2 separate regions of the Hordeum vulgare genome follow, and region 2 is linked to region 1. A link is a contact called in public Hi-C data. All regions are on one chromosome and are shown on one strand. Each heading gives the region's core, a stretch centred on a gene start, on an enhancer-like site or on the middle of the called end of the contact. The rest is flanking DNA. Distances are from core to core; before and after follow the strand shown.

Region 1 (7,364 bases), core at 3,286-5,785:
TTTTTCATGTCTCTTAGTAACTTCTAAAGGTCTATTTTTGCGAAAACTAATGCCCGTTAATCGTTGGAGCATATTATCTTTAGACTGGTTACTCTGACATCTGGCTGTGTGAATGACTGACTACCTCTTTCGGTCTTTCCACATGACAGTTTTTCTGGCATCTTGATCCGTTGCATTATTCAGGCCAGTTGATCAGTTGCATTGGGGCATTGGTACATGGAGATGCTGAATATGACGACAGATTTCCCATTGTTCATGAACCGAACATGTTCAGAAACGGCGATAATTGAGTAGAATAATGTTGCTGTGACGTTGTGCATACGTACTAGCTGGTGGCCGCCATGCTTTGTTCTTGAGCAGTGCACTTCCATTATTCCGTAGTTGTTTCAACTTTATGTCGAGACATATGGACAGTGTTCTGATTGCCCTTTTCCTGAACAACTATTAGGTTTCCTGACGGGCACCATCTACTTGCCCAGTTCAATGGTTGTGCTGCTCCACAGTAGCCGGTGTGAAGGATGCAAATCTTCAGCCGCCCAGGCATCAGCCATGAATCCACGACGAGCATACCGGTGAAGTGCAGCGGAGGTGCAGCAGTTGGTTGGATCTTCTCAAGATGATCTAACTCTTGTACTTGAAAGTTGGATCACAGGTACGCGCACGGCGCACGGTGCACCCTGCCCTCAACTGAAGAAAAATACAGCTATCTTTTACGGAGAGTGATACCGATCAAAGAATTTTCTGCTGCCTTTATTGGTAAATTCGATTACCGCATAAATAACATTATTATTGGTCAAGTTGAATATAGTGAATTAGAATTGGCATGAAACATATATTCATATAAAAGGTAACGTTAAAAGCTGATGGCAAGAGCTGTTGAGAATAACAGAAGTGCAGACTCTAACAACGCATAGCTTTCTCTTTCCCCCCGGGACTATGATAGGTTTCGCCGGTGTCGGTATCGCGACGTGCACATCGTCGTGGTCCTGGGCGGCAAAGGCTAGCCGGAATCTGGAATCTGCGCGCTCGACCTCCAACTCCTCCTCAATTATGTCACCCATTTGCAGCTGCAGAATCTGAATATTTCGCACAAAGGCGGAACGCGGACACGACACGCCCGAAAGCGCGCGGCGTCCATGCCGGCCGTCGACCTCCACGGTCACCACCGCGCCCAGTGGGAATGGAGGACACAAAGACCCGAAAGCGACGCCGCCACTTTCACCTCGCACGAGCAGCAAAAGCGGCTGGAGGAGCAGGACGCGAAGCTGCAGCAGCAACAGCCGGCACTCACCGTCTCATCATACGGTGGTTGGTTACCGCTGCCACTTCGCCGGGCCGAGGAGGGAGACGGTGCGGAACGAAACAAATGGGAAAGCAGGGAGCGAAAGCGAGGGCAGGGAAAGGCACTGAGCTAGGCCGGCGGGCACACGGGGCGCCCACTTCACCGGCCCTGCGTGGCCGCGTTGGATTTGCATGAATCTTGCTTGCCCCACGGCCTCGCAAAAGTCGCAAGTTGCGCTGCGCCGGGGCGCTGCTTTTGGCCCCTCGGCGCGTGGCTGGAGCCAGCGCCAGTGCGCGCGGCACTGGGAGCGGGAGGGACGTCGTATTGGGCATGGGGGCAGGCCATGATGGCGGCGGCATAGCGGCAAAGGCCGGCCAGCCGGCCGCTAAACAAAACCAGATGGTTAGCGGCAGAGGGGACACCAACCACCCCGTCCCCGTGGGATTCAGTTCAGACTTCAGAGACGGCTGGCTCAGCTCTCTCTGATGCGGAGCTTTGCGACGCTGATGATGAGGTTTTGGTTTAGCTAGCTAGTCTTACTACTAACTTAGTTTTCAGGTCCCGCTTTTCTGGCTCTGTCGTGGCCGGACCAGGCACCCCATTCGCCGGCTCGACAGCGTATTATTATAGCCGGCTAATGCGATCTGGAATTGGGCGAGGGCGAATGATTCGTCGGGGAGGAAAGCCGAGTGGTCTGGTCAGGTCAGGTCAGGTCAGGTGCTCGCTAAAAGAGCGACGTGACACAAGTCACGGAGATGAATCTTCCCCCCGCGAGAGAGCGCCGAGTCACGCGCCACCAGTCCACCACCAGGAGCCAACGGGCACCGCCCGATCCAGCCACCGGCGCCGACGACGGCAGTCCAGCCGCAGCCGGGCACGCAGAAGCCTCCCCTGCCGCTGCAGCCGCCTCCAGAGCCCGTCCAGACCGTACCGCGTAACAGGCAGACAAGCGCTGCGTCCCACTGGAGCTCCGGGGACCGGCACCTGCACGAATGAGTGAATCTCACTGCTGCTGCCGTGGCCGTGCCCTCGACAGCGTGCGCCCACCGCCACTGATGAACGAACGGTGCGAGTTCACATTGCTTTCCACGCTCTGGGAAGGGAGGAAGGGGACGAAAAGGGTAGAGACGACAGCGAGAAGGACACGGGATTCGCTGCTGTTGCTGTTGGCGCATGTGATGCCTTTGGCTTGCTCTGGGTGGACCTCCAACTCATTCCCTCCCTGCTAGTAGTAGTAGTAGTACTGTAGTAGTAGTGCCACAGTGCATTGATGCTGCGTGCAGCGTGCCAGCCACTACTACATCATTCCGCAAGGCAAGGCAAGGCAGTTCTCGTGGAGCTGATTGACGAATCAAATTGATACTCTCCCCGCAGCTGGCCAACTGGAGCCAGAGGTGGCGCGCGCGCGCGCGCCCTGAGCTGAGCCAACACCTGCGCATGGGCGGGCAGCAGGCAGGAGCGAGAGCAAGGAACACGAGGCGGACTAGTTTATGCCCGGCCGGCCTGCGCAGGAGGATGAGGATTCAATATTTCGTGGCGGAGACGACGGACGGAACGAGATCAGCATTGATGAGAAGCCCCGGGTGCCAGGGCGCCAGGCTAGGCCGGCAGCACATGGACGATTTCAGGCGGCCGAGAGAGCCTAGCCAAATCGAAACTTCCAAGTTCCAACAATTTTGAGACCGGAGCACGCACACGGGAGTACGAGCTTCATCGAAGGCTTATTTCGGATTTTGTTTTTCAGTACAGTGGGAGGTTGAGGTTCTATGTACACTGGGCGGCACGTCGATGGGTTCTTGAGGTTTCTTTCTCCATGGACGCAGACCTGCACGCTCCGCACCGCCGTGTCGCTCTCACATGTTTTCGCTTGGGTGCCATCATCTGGGTGTCGGTCGATCGAGACACAAGCACGCCGGCTCTGCAACCAGACTGCTCTCGAGGCAAGCACGGCCGTGGATGCGATGATGGTGATGGGTGCCGCCGCTGTTTTGTCCTCCGGGCGGGATTCGCCGCGGCGAGAGGGGACGTCACAGCTGTCCGCATTGCATCTGCAGGAGGAGCGAGTCGTCGATGTCGAGGACTGTGCCGCCGTCCATGAACGAGCTCTGGTGCTCGAGCTTCACGTTGCCGTAGGGATGGCCGCCGCCGAGCGTCCCCACTGGCAGCGTCGGCGGCATGAAGGCGTGCCGTTGCCCTTGCCCGCCGAACGACGGCGAGGGCTTCGTGTCGGCGGTGGTGACCGCGGACGGCGGGGACCCCGAGGGGCTGTTGCGGTCGTCCTCGTCGGGCACGTTGACGGTGGTGATGTCGTGGATGCTGGACCGGCGCTTGTTGTCCTTGCCGCCGGAGGTGAGCCGGATGAAGTACTTCTGCGCGTGGCTGGCCACCTGCGTCGGCGTGCGGCTCGTCACGTAGTTGCGCGAGATGTTCCTCCAGTCCCCTCGCCCGTACTTCTTCAGCCCCTTCAAGAACAGCCTGCACGCACGCAGCGCATGAACACGATCAAATTTCCACCGCCAACAATCGGAGCACAAGAAGATCGCGAAGATGGCGGCTTACCGGTGCTCCTCCTCCGTCCACGGGACGCCCTTCTTGCGCTCCTGGTCGGCGCGCCCGCGCTTGAGGCAGTAGCCGCGCCGGAACCCGCCGGCGCCGGCGCTGCCGCCGTCCCAGTCCAGAGTGAACCCGGACGAAGGGGACGAGCTGTCGTAGTGAGGGAACGGGACCAGCCCGGCCTCGATGAACCCGACGTCGTTCTCGAGGGCCCTGTAGTGGTTCACCACGTCGGCCACCGTCTTCCTGGGCAGCATCAGCGCGACCATCTCCCACCCGTCCGGCGCGTCCAGGTCGATCGCCGCGAGCGCCTCCTCGAACACCTTGTTCTCCTCCAGCGTCCAAGCGCCGCCTCCGCGACGCTCCTGCTGCACGGCCCAGCACGGCTGCCCGGCGAAGTAGGGCGCCGGCGGCGGCAGCACGTTCATCCACGCCTCCGCCATCATGTCGGCTCTAGTGCTCCTACCTGAGCGGCTGGGCTTAGGACGGCGAGCAATGGAGGAAGGCAGGAAAGTGGCGAAGGAGGGAGGTGGAAGGAGGCGTGCCTATATAGGGGAGGACCGGGGGAGTATCAAATTCCGGGCGGCTGCAAAAAGTGGCCGGAGTTTATTCCGCCTCCACCGTTGGAGGCCTTGAGAAGATGAGCAAAAAGAAAGTGGATGCTTGTGATTGGGCCTTGGTGGAGTTTGTGGTCTCTCAACGAGGCAAGCACAAGAGGTAAAGAAACAAGGAGGGAATGCTAACTAATGGTAACAAGATTCAGTTTTGGTGAATATATGTCTTGCTTTTTCAGACATGTATGAATTATTTCAACCCAAGGAATCGATCGTGACGAATCAATCCTTGGTTGAATGGTTAGAGTACCCGTGCTATCCCAGCCTTTTAGGTTTTGAGTCCTCGTGCTCACATTATTTTTGAACTTACTTCAGAATTTTCGATAATATATTTTTAGTGAAAAAAGACGCTCGACAAGTCTTTGAAAGGTGTTAAAAAAATAAGATGTATGTGCGTACGTTCATAGAGGTGAATGTATACACATTTATATCAATGCTTGCGTTTATACCGTATTCATAAAAGAAGGAAGAATCGATCGTGTCTCGTAACCAAAATGTGCAGGTGTATAGATTATGGCCCATGTTACATGTATGAATTATTTCAGATTTTTACGAACATGTTTTTGCGAGACCTTTTACAGACTATGGGAGTGCAATATAGTGTTATTGTGCCTGTCATGATGCAAAGTAAAAAAAAGGGAGCTCGTGCATCACATGGCATATATGGTTAGCGCATCTCCAGCGTCGGCACTTAAAATAGACACATTATTTGTCTGTGGGTTGGTTCAGATTTATTTGTGGACACGGATACATGAGTCATTATCCAATCCTGATCTATAAACCTTTGTTTCGCTTTTTAAAAAACTGCAACACTTAAAATAACAACATATCACATCTTCAAGGAGTGAAAAATATTCAAATGCGCCATTAGTTCAAATGTAAATATAAATCTAACTAAGTTCTGAAATCAAATAGTTGAAACTTGAATTTAACTAGTACATATGTTCTAGTTGTCTACTTTAAGTGCCCACATATGCTTTGTTATATCTTGCTTAAGTTGTTCATGAGTTGCTCGATGTAGAGTTTATTGATATATTCGAACAAGCTCCTCAAATCTTGTTAGATTCTGATGCGAAAATTGGATAGAATCATCCATGTTCTCAAAATTCCAGACCTCCCGCAACATCTTCATCCTCATCCTCCACGATCATATTGTGCATTATCACACAACGTGTCATCCCCTCCTGCGAGGTCATTGGATCTCATATTTTTGCAGGTCACCGAAACTGAAAATGGGCTTGAAGCACTCCAAATGACCTCTCCACATGCTTTCTAACTCTTTGTCTCTGGGCAAATTGACCTCTTTTTTGATCAACTAGCTCAGAGATGGTCTTACAAAAGTCGCCCACGGCGTCAATCAAATAGTAATTCATGTTGTAGTCATCTCCATTAACAGTATAGTTGCACAGAAAAGCTTGTCCTTTAGTCGGCCTATTAAACAATAAAGACTATTGCAACACGTTGATGTCGCTATGAGACTCAAGCATGCCAAATCCAAAGGTCCTATGATGCAACTACTTCAAGAATGATGGTAGAGCATATAGTTAGTTTTTTCCATCTCCAGTACATGCAATCAAGAGATCCGAGCATACATGGTCACCATCTTGGTTCTGAGAGTACATGAGCCTTTCGACGTCGGCGACAATTGGTTCTCTCAATTACCGAGGTCCAAACACCTCGACCTTCGCAGTAGCAAATCTGACTATGGCTTCTGTGCATGTGCGCTCGGGAGCCCGGAGGTACTAGTTGCACGAATATGCGACTGTGCACAATGTTGTCATGCACTTTTGACAACCAGATAATCCAATTCTTCCTATGACACCCCTCTTCAAGATAAATTAGTCATCATAGGTCCAATCACCATTGTAGAGGCGGTCAAACACATTTTCGGCATCCGAAAGTGTCGACGAAATTGTCCGCGAATAGGGCATCGACAGCAAAGTAGTCGTCGATCAACGTCAAATGGCTAGTGCCCCACTCCGATTTAGCACTCGATGACCCTTGATTGATCCCTTCAAATTGAGAACATGCTTTTCCCCATGCTTTGTGTCTGCAAGGACTGTTTGCATCATCGTCGTTTCATCCTCGTACTCCTCCTCATCGTACGAATCGTTGGATGTCTCAATGTAGTTATTGTAAAGTACTCCATGTCTGAATCCATAGATTCAAAAGACGGGAGAAAAATGTCAAAAAATTAGGACGACATTTCATCGAACACTTATCAGGTGTGGTCACCCCAACGGACGAATTCGCATGGCGTACAAACGAGAGGTGTAACAACGGTGTAGGCAAAGGAGCATGATGACCCGGTGGAACGGTGAAGATCGCAAAGATCTAGAAGGGTTTGGCGGGCGACCGGGTTGGTACAACGTCATCATTGGTCAAAGAGAAAGATATGCATAGCAAAGGGAAGGGAAGGAGATGCAAGCTCCGTGCGTGATTTTGGGTGATTCAAGGGGTGTGTGACTCCTACCCGACGGAGATTCAGGATCTCAAAAATTCATCCGGTTTGTTTTTGATTTGCGGGAAAACCGACTCACACACATGTCCACAAAAAACTGGATGGTAAACTGACAGCTCGGTGTGAACATTTAGGACAATTTGAGGGGCCGCTTCAAACATGTCATTAACTATCCCAAATCGAATATGTCAAACAGAAAGCTCAAGTAAAACTTGGTGCAAAGTGGCAGACACACTAGTGGCGTATATGCGTGTTTGGTGGCGTACATGTGCGCCAGGGCTTCTACCTGTCGCGTAATTGCATAGTAAAAAAGAATCAATGGAGCAGCTTTCTCCAGTGTATTTGTATGTAGAAATCCGCTCGCACGGTTATTGTGGATGAGCCATTTTAAATGTCCATAAAATTATATATCAACGATGAAGCTGTGTCGAGTTTGAATGAAAAAATGATCTGT
Region 2 (7,364 bases), core at 1,544-4,043, 130 kb before region 1:
TTCTTGTCTACATTATGTCTTCGTGCTTAATGTGTTAGTTTGTTTGTATGAACTTAATATTTTGAGATGCACGCTGGATAGCGATCTTGGGGTGGAGTAATAGTAGTAGATGAAGTTGAATTAAAGGTCTACCTGTCAGTGACATAATGCCTTTTTAATGATGATGACATGGATGATCTTCATAACTATGCTCAATTATACCGATTTTCCAACAGTGATTTGCTTACCCTTGGCTATCTTGCTTTCAAGAGAGATACCACTAGTGAACCTATGGCCCCCGGTGCCATTATCCATACATTACACACGCTTACAGTTACTACCTATTTGTTGTCATTATGTTTGTTACTATTATCCTTTGCCTTTTTTGGGGAATTATCATTTGCTATCATTATCACTATTTTCTTTTTAACTTGTGGTTGGCAAGAACAAGGGGAGTGACGAACCCCTTGCCTTTGTTGGGTGGAAGCAATTTTTTTTGTGTGAAGGTGGTGCTGAAATTGTTCATGTGTTGCCTCCTACTGGTTTGGTAAATCTTGGTTCTTGACTCACGAAAATACTATGTGCTACTATACTGTTTCACACTTCCTCTTCGAGTAAATCTAACAACTCCATTGTGAGGACATGAAGAATTTCTAGCACCGTTGCTGGGGAGACTTCATCTTACAAATCAAGTACCTTCGCACAAACGCTTTATTTTTATTTATTTTTATTTTCTTGCCTTTTTCCTTTTTTACCTTCTTTTTTTGCCAAAAAATCCAAAAAAACTTTGTAGTTATCTTTATTTATGTCGCCATAGTGTCTACTCCTAAAAATACCAAATTTGCGATTTCTCAGTTACTAATAACAACGATTTCATTAGTACTCCTATTGCTCCTCCCGTCACTAGTGCGGATTATTATGATATGAAAGTTGTTTTGCTCAATCTTGTGATGAAAGGACGTTTTTTTTGGAAACTATAATGAAGATGTTGCTTCCCATCTTAATACCTTCGTTGAGTTATGTGAGATGCAAAAAATTAAAGTGTGGATATTGATATTGTTAAACTCTATCTTTTTTTTGTTTTTCTCTAAGAGATAGAGCTAAGGCATGGTTATCTTGTTTGCCGAAAAATAACATGATTCTTGGTCTAAATGCAAAGATAGTTTTATTGGCAAGTATTTTGCTCCCACAAAAATTATTTCTTTGAGAAACCAAATTATGAATTTCATGCAACTTGACCAAGAGCATGTTGTTGGGAGAGAATGAAAAATATTCTTAAAATTGTCCTACACATGGATTGTGCCATTGGATGATAGTACACAAATTTTATGCTGGACTAAACTTTGTTTCAAAAAACCTTCGAGGAGAGGCTACACATGGATTCAACTGCAGGTGGTACGTTCATGGGGATAACACTTGGAGAGGCTACAAATCTTCTTGGTAATATGATGGCGATCTATTCCCAATCGCACATCGAGCATGCTCCAATTGGTAAGAAGGAAAATTCCGTTGTCGAAATCTCCTTCGTAAGAGGCAAGGTTGATGCTATCATGTATATGCTCACTATTAATAGTAATCCTATTGATCCAATTGATACTCCTCTATTTACTTTGATTGGACAAATAAAGATGTTATTGATGTGAATTTTATCTCAAAGAGCAATTCCAATAATAATGCTTATAGAGGGAATTTCAATAATAATCCTAGAACGTATCCCGGTAATCCCTCTAATAATTATGATAATTAATATAATAATAATAGTATGCTTACTGAACTTGAAAATAGTATTAAAAATCCATTACTTCCCAAAAGGTTTTAGGCAAGAAAAAGGGGCCCACGCGAACACAGTTTGCAATGAAGCAAATGACATTCTAGTGTATTGGCACACATCTTTTATGAATGTGTGTGCTTTATCTGTGCATGCCCAGCTAACCTTAGCTTTTCTTTTAGGGGAGCTAATCTCAGCTCTGCACAGACTGGCGTCATCCAATATTTGTGTAGACATTTGGAGCAATTTCGTGGCCCACTGAAGAAGATACACCGTAGTATAGAAAAGAGCCGATGGGCAGGCAGCCAAAACAAGCAAGCACGCAATAATGCACCCCACACCCACAAAGCCTATGGCAAGGCAATCTTGCACAAGATGGAGGGTGTTTTATCCACTAGTTGTATATAAATCCACTTGCCGCTAATATACGACTAAGGGCATCTCCAATGATGGTATGATCATCGTTGGTAAAATTGCCACATAGATGATTTTAATGACATAACACATAATAAAAAAAAAAGAGAATGAAATCGTATGAACTTGAAACAACGGTTCACGCACAAGCTCCGAGGCAAGCATGGTTATTTCTTCACTATTTAGTGGACCTGCTTAGTTATTTTACATACGATTAATATACACTCCATTAAAGAGCTTATATGATATGTTGTTGGTTGTTGATGTGGACACATATACCAACGATTGAACATACGGACTGTTGAAGATGCTCTAAGTAGCTCCTGGACCAACACTGTCTTTTCAGCTCCCAATTCCCATCCTGCACTCCACACATACGCCATCAAACAAAAACAAAGATGCCGACGAGTTTTACTCCAATTCCTACCTCAGTGGCGTGGCGCTAGTAAAATCAAGTCGAATAATTTCGTGGAAAAGCGTACGCACACGATCATCGGCGGCACGCTCACGAGCGTCGAGTGGCACGTACAGTACTAGAGAGTAGAGTGGTACCGTGGTGTGGGCTGTGGCTGTACCCGGGTGGGCGGGGCGAGGCCATTTATCGCGCCCACCGGCGGGGCGTACGTGGCGCGGCACCACCAGACGAGCCGAGCCGAGCCGCGCAGCCACGCAGGTAAAAGCTGCAGCTGCCTCCCCAAGTCCTATCCCTCCATTCTCCCTCCCTCCAATAATTTCCCTCCCCTTCCCTTCCCTTCTCCCGTCCTCCCGCAAAGCCCACCCCGCAGCAGAAAGGGTGGGAGGGAGGAGGAATCTCCATCTCCGCCTCCGCCTCCATGCCCCCGGCCCCCGCCGGGCTCCGCCCAGATCCCCCGCGCGGCAGCCGGTAGCCGGTAGCCGGTAGCCGATCCGATGGGCGGGGAGGTGCCGGAGCCGCGGCGGCTGAGCCGCGCGCTCAGCTTCGGCGTGCCCGACGAGGCGCTGCACCTCGTCATGGGCTACGTCGAGGCCCCGCGCGACCGGGAGGCCGCCTCGCTCGTCTGCCGCCGCTGGCACCGCATCGACGCGCTCACACGCAAGCACGTCACCGTCGCCTTCTGCTACGCCGCCGACCCGGCCCGCCTCCTCGCACGCTTCCCGCGCCTCGAGTCGCTCGCGCTCAAGGGCAGGCCGCGCGCGGCCATGTACGGCCTCATCTCCGACGACTGGGGCGCCTACGCCGCGCCATGGGTCGCCCGCCTCGCCGCGCCTCTCGAGTGCCTCAAGGCGCTCCACCTCCGCCGCATGACCGTCGCCGACGACGACGTCGCCGCGCTCATCCGCTCCCGCGGCCACATGCTGCAGGAGCTCAAGCTCGACAAGTGCTCCGGATTCTCCACTGACGCGCTCCGCCTCGTCGCACGCTCCTGCAGGTAGTCCACCAGCTCTCTCTTTTGCTTCCGTGCATCCGTGCACCTCTCTTTTTTCCCCCTTTCGCCGCCCGTTGATGCGTGCTCGCGAGTTACAGTGATTGTGGCAGTTGACCTGCTCCGTGATGAATTAGGGTTGATCTGGTCTGTGTTAGTTGGTTTCGCCAAATGGAGTAATAATGGATAAGGGCGAGCTAAGTGCCAGTTTCTATAATTAGATATTTGTTTGCTCTATCATGAGATGTATGAAATACGGTCATGTGAGGGAAGGTGTCAGGTTCGCTTCCACACACAATTTATTTGGGCGCCATGATACATCATGGCACTAGTTTCTACATCGAATTGATATACGGCAAATGACTACCGAAGGGAGATGTATGAGATTTGGTGTAATTCTATGGTTTTACCTGTCGTTTCTGTCTAGCATATGTCCATTCAGGTCTCTAGTTTGTGAAATTGACTCACAACAGCTCACAAGTCCCAACCAAGTCAGGCTTAAGCAAACTATAATTTGAGGTTGCACCAGTCAGGTGATCTATCTTCCCCAGGAGTGCTATCGTACTACTTTGATTGGACTTGCACAAGACTACATCCGTCACTATGGGACACATTTTGAACCAAAATAAAGTTGCAAGTTGGTGGTTTCTGTTACCAATCAATTCTATCATGATCCGATTAGTGTGGCACTATGTCATACTGTCATATCGACTTTCAAGCATCATCTATTCATCTTGTCCTTCCTTTTTACTCTTTTGGCAAAAGCCTTTCCACGTCTCCGTGTTAACTTCGCTTAGTCTGAATTCTGCACCTATGGTAGTTGTGTGAGGGAAATTATTTCCTCTTAGAATGCAAGTATGATTTGTGTGAGCTTGTCAAGTTCACATATGGAGGTGGAAGACGAAAGGTTAGCATGCTACAAAGGATCTGTAGTGCTTTAGGTAGAATGCATGTACAGTGTGCTTCTTTTTGCCTGGAAATGCCTCATAATGCAACCGTGAATTGATAAAGAAAATTGGACTTGACATCAATAGCTGTTCTGCTGTCCTACTATTAATGAAAGGGGACAGAACATGGGGACATGTTCATGAAGTTTTAGATGTGTCTTTGTAGGTTTCTTGGTTCACCAGTAATTCGCTGTTCATCGCACTTTCCATTCTTCCTTAGCTTTCAACTATTTTTGTGCTCCTTTAGCAAGGCATTCGTCTGCGGTACATTGTTTCAAAGTGATTTTACCGTCACTGGCATGATTGCGTGCTATCACTGCAGTAACACGCTATTCTGAATTCTCTCTTAGCAGATCCCTGAGAACATTATTTCTTGAGGAATGTGTGATTACTGATGAAGGTGGTGAATGGCTTCATGAACTTGCTGTCAACAATTCTGTTCTTGTGACACTGAACTTCTACATGACTGAGCTCAAAGTGGCGCCGGCTGATCTGGAGCTTCTAGCAAAGAACTGCAAATCATTACTGTCTTTAAAGATCAGTGAGTGTGATCTTTCAGACCTGATTGGTTTTTTCGAAGCAGCCAGTGCATTGCAAGATTTTGCTGGAGGAGCATTCAACGAGGTAGGAGAGCTAACAAAGTATGAAAAAGTCAAGTTTCCACCAAGAGTATGCTTCTTGGGGCTTACATTCATGGGGAAAAATGAGATGCCTGTCATCTTCCCATTTTCTGCTTCACTAAAGAAGCTGGACTTGCAGTACACTTTCCTCACCACCGAGGATCATTGCCAGCTTATCTCAAAATGCCCGAACCTATTTGTTCTTGAGGTAATGTTTCTCATATACTCTTGTATTTTGGGTGCCTGAAATTTGTCACACTCTCATTTTTACTGATAGTAGATTCTGTCAACAGGTGAGGAATGTGATAGGAGACAGAGGGTTAGAGGTTGTTGGCGATACATGCAAGAAGCTACGAAGACTCCGAATTGAGCGAGGGGATGATGATCCAGGTCTACAAGAAGAGCAAGGAGGAGTTTCTCAGTTAGGCCTGACAGCGGTAGCTGTTGGTTGCCGTGACCTGGAGTACATAGCTGCCTATGTATCTGATATCACCAACGGTGCTCTTGAATCTATCGGGACTTTCTGCAAGAATCTTTATGACTTCCGGCTTGTCCTGCTCGACAGACAAAAGCAGGTAACTGATCTGCCACTCGACAACGGCGTTCGAGCTCTGTTAAGGAGCTGCACCAAGCTCCGGAGATTTGCTCTCTACCTGAGACCTGGAGGGCTCTCGGACATAGGCCTCGACTACATCGGGCAGTACAGCGGCAACATCCAATACATGCTACTGGGCAACGTCGGTGAATCTGACCAGGGATTGATCCGCTTCGCAATCGGATGCACCAACCTGCGGAAGCTTGAGCTTCGGAGCTGCTGCTTCAGCGAGCAAGCCCTTTCCCTCGCGGTGCTCCATATGCCGTCGCTCAGGTACATATGGGTGCAAGGCTATAAGGCCTCCCCAGCAGGCCTCGAGCTCCTTCTCATGGCGAGGCCATTCTGGAACATCGAGTTCACGCCTCCGAGCCCTGGCGGCCTGCATCGCATGACGCTCGACCGTGAACCCTGTGGGGAGAGGCAAGCCCAGGTTCTCGCGTACTACTCCCTTGCTGGGCAGAGGCAGGACTGCCCTGACTGGGTGACTCCGTTGCATCCAGCTGCATGATTGATTGTAAATACAGGACATCAAGTTGTGTGTACGTACGTACGTATCTTATTGCCCCTCGTCGCTTGGGCAACGACTGTGTCTGAATATGGTTATTTGTATGGATGTAGATCATTAGCTAGCTGCTTTTATATGCCCTAATAAGCTAGTAGTACTCTAGTGCTGTAGCTGAGGTGTAGTGCAATAAGTTGCCGTTGTCGCTTGTACTACGTATGTAAACCTGGGAAGTTGTAAGCTAAAGTTGCTCTGTGCTTTTCCTTTAGCAATGGAGAATGAGGGTTTCTTATATCCAATTCATTCAAAAGTCGATGAAGAGATGCGGTAAACATATTTCAACACTTCCCTTCATATGTATACCTTTTCAGTCCTTAGACTTGGAATTGATATATACTGTAAAATCCTTTCTTAACGCTGCATTGACATAATCTTAATCTTAAACTCGAAGGCTTTTGGCCTGGACATTAAATTAAATTCATGCTTCTGTCGATTTATCTGGAAGGTTGAATAAGGAGAGTCGGTCAATATATTTCAAAGATTATGTTTCAACGAAGCTGTCCTACGTGGATTGAGAGCAGATACAATAAGGTACAGTCAGCAGGCTGTAAGGATTAAAATACTATATTTTTACTGAGTTGAATGAGAGAGAAGGGAAGCGGGCTCTTCGTAAAGAGCCAACTCTAGTACGTGTTCCTAGATGCTTTGTGAGAATGAAAGATGGGTCATATATGATAAAAATAGTACTCTTTGTAGCTAACTATTGTACAAGCTAGCTATAAGATGAGCTATAAGACCAGCAGTTGGCTATACTATTAACCATGCTCTGAGTACGTAGTCCAGGCGGCTACGGGCTACCGAATGAATGAACAAGTGGCCGAGCTCCCCGGAATTTCGTGCTGCCTCACGAGGAACGCGACAACGTTGCGTAATACGCAGGCAAAAATGGAGTATAAAATCCACCTGGTTGGTGGCGGTTTGTTGGGCTAGCAAACAAGACGCGTAGATTCGAGGCCTGCCAGTGCCAGGTCCGTTTCTGTCGGCTTTTGGTGAGGGAATGACCTCCGCGAAGGAGCGGTCGACGTAACAGTGCAAAAACTTGTTCATGGTTTAGCGTGCCCGTGCATCCGAAACAC

Evidence for each region. Hi-C and Micro-C count contacts between places; a contact is called where the count stands out from the background.
Region 2: a Hi-C map of leaf shows a contact between it and region 1, with 3 times the contacts expected there. The contact joins the promoter of LOC123444868 here to the promoter of LOC123440522 in region 1. A contact is called at or near these places in 4 of 6 Hi-C or Micro-C datasets (leaf, seedling and an unstated tissue) and 1 of 1 datasets of contacts at active chromatin or transcription factors (embryo).

Annotation. Positions count from the first base shown.
Region 1 is chr3H:545,584,220-545,591,583 of MorexV3_pseudomolecules_assembly, reverse strand. It overlaps LOC123440522 (transcription factor DIVARICATA-like), which reads right to left and starts at 4,535. Exons shown (of 2, transcript XM_045117087.1): 1 at 3,842-4,535; 2 at 2,985-3,757. The coding sequence starts at 4,281. The coding sequence ends at 3,310.
Region 2 is chr3H:545,715,753-545,723,116 of MorexV3_pseudomolecules_assembly, reverse strand. It overlaps LOC123444868 (coronatine-insensitive protein homolog 1a), which reads left to right and starts at 2,793. Exons shown (of 3, transcript XM_045121736.1): 1 at 2,793-3,570; 2 at 4,865-5,339; 3 at 5,425-6,520. The coding sequence starts at 3,071. The coding sequence ends at 6,234.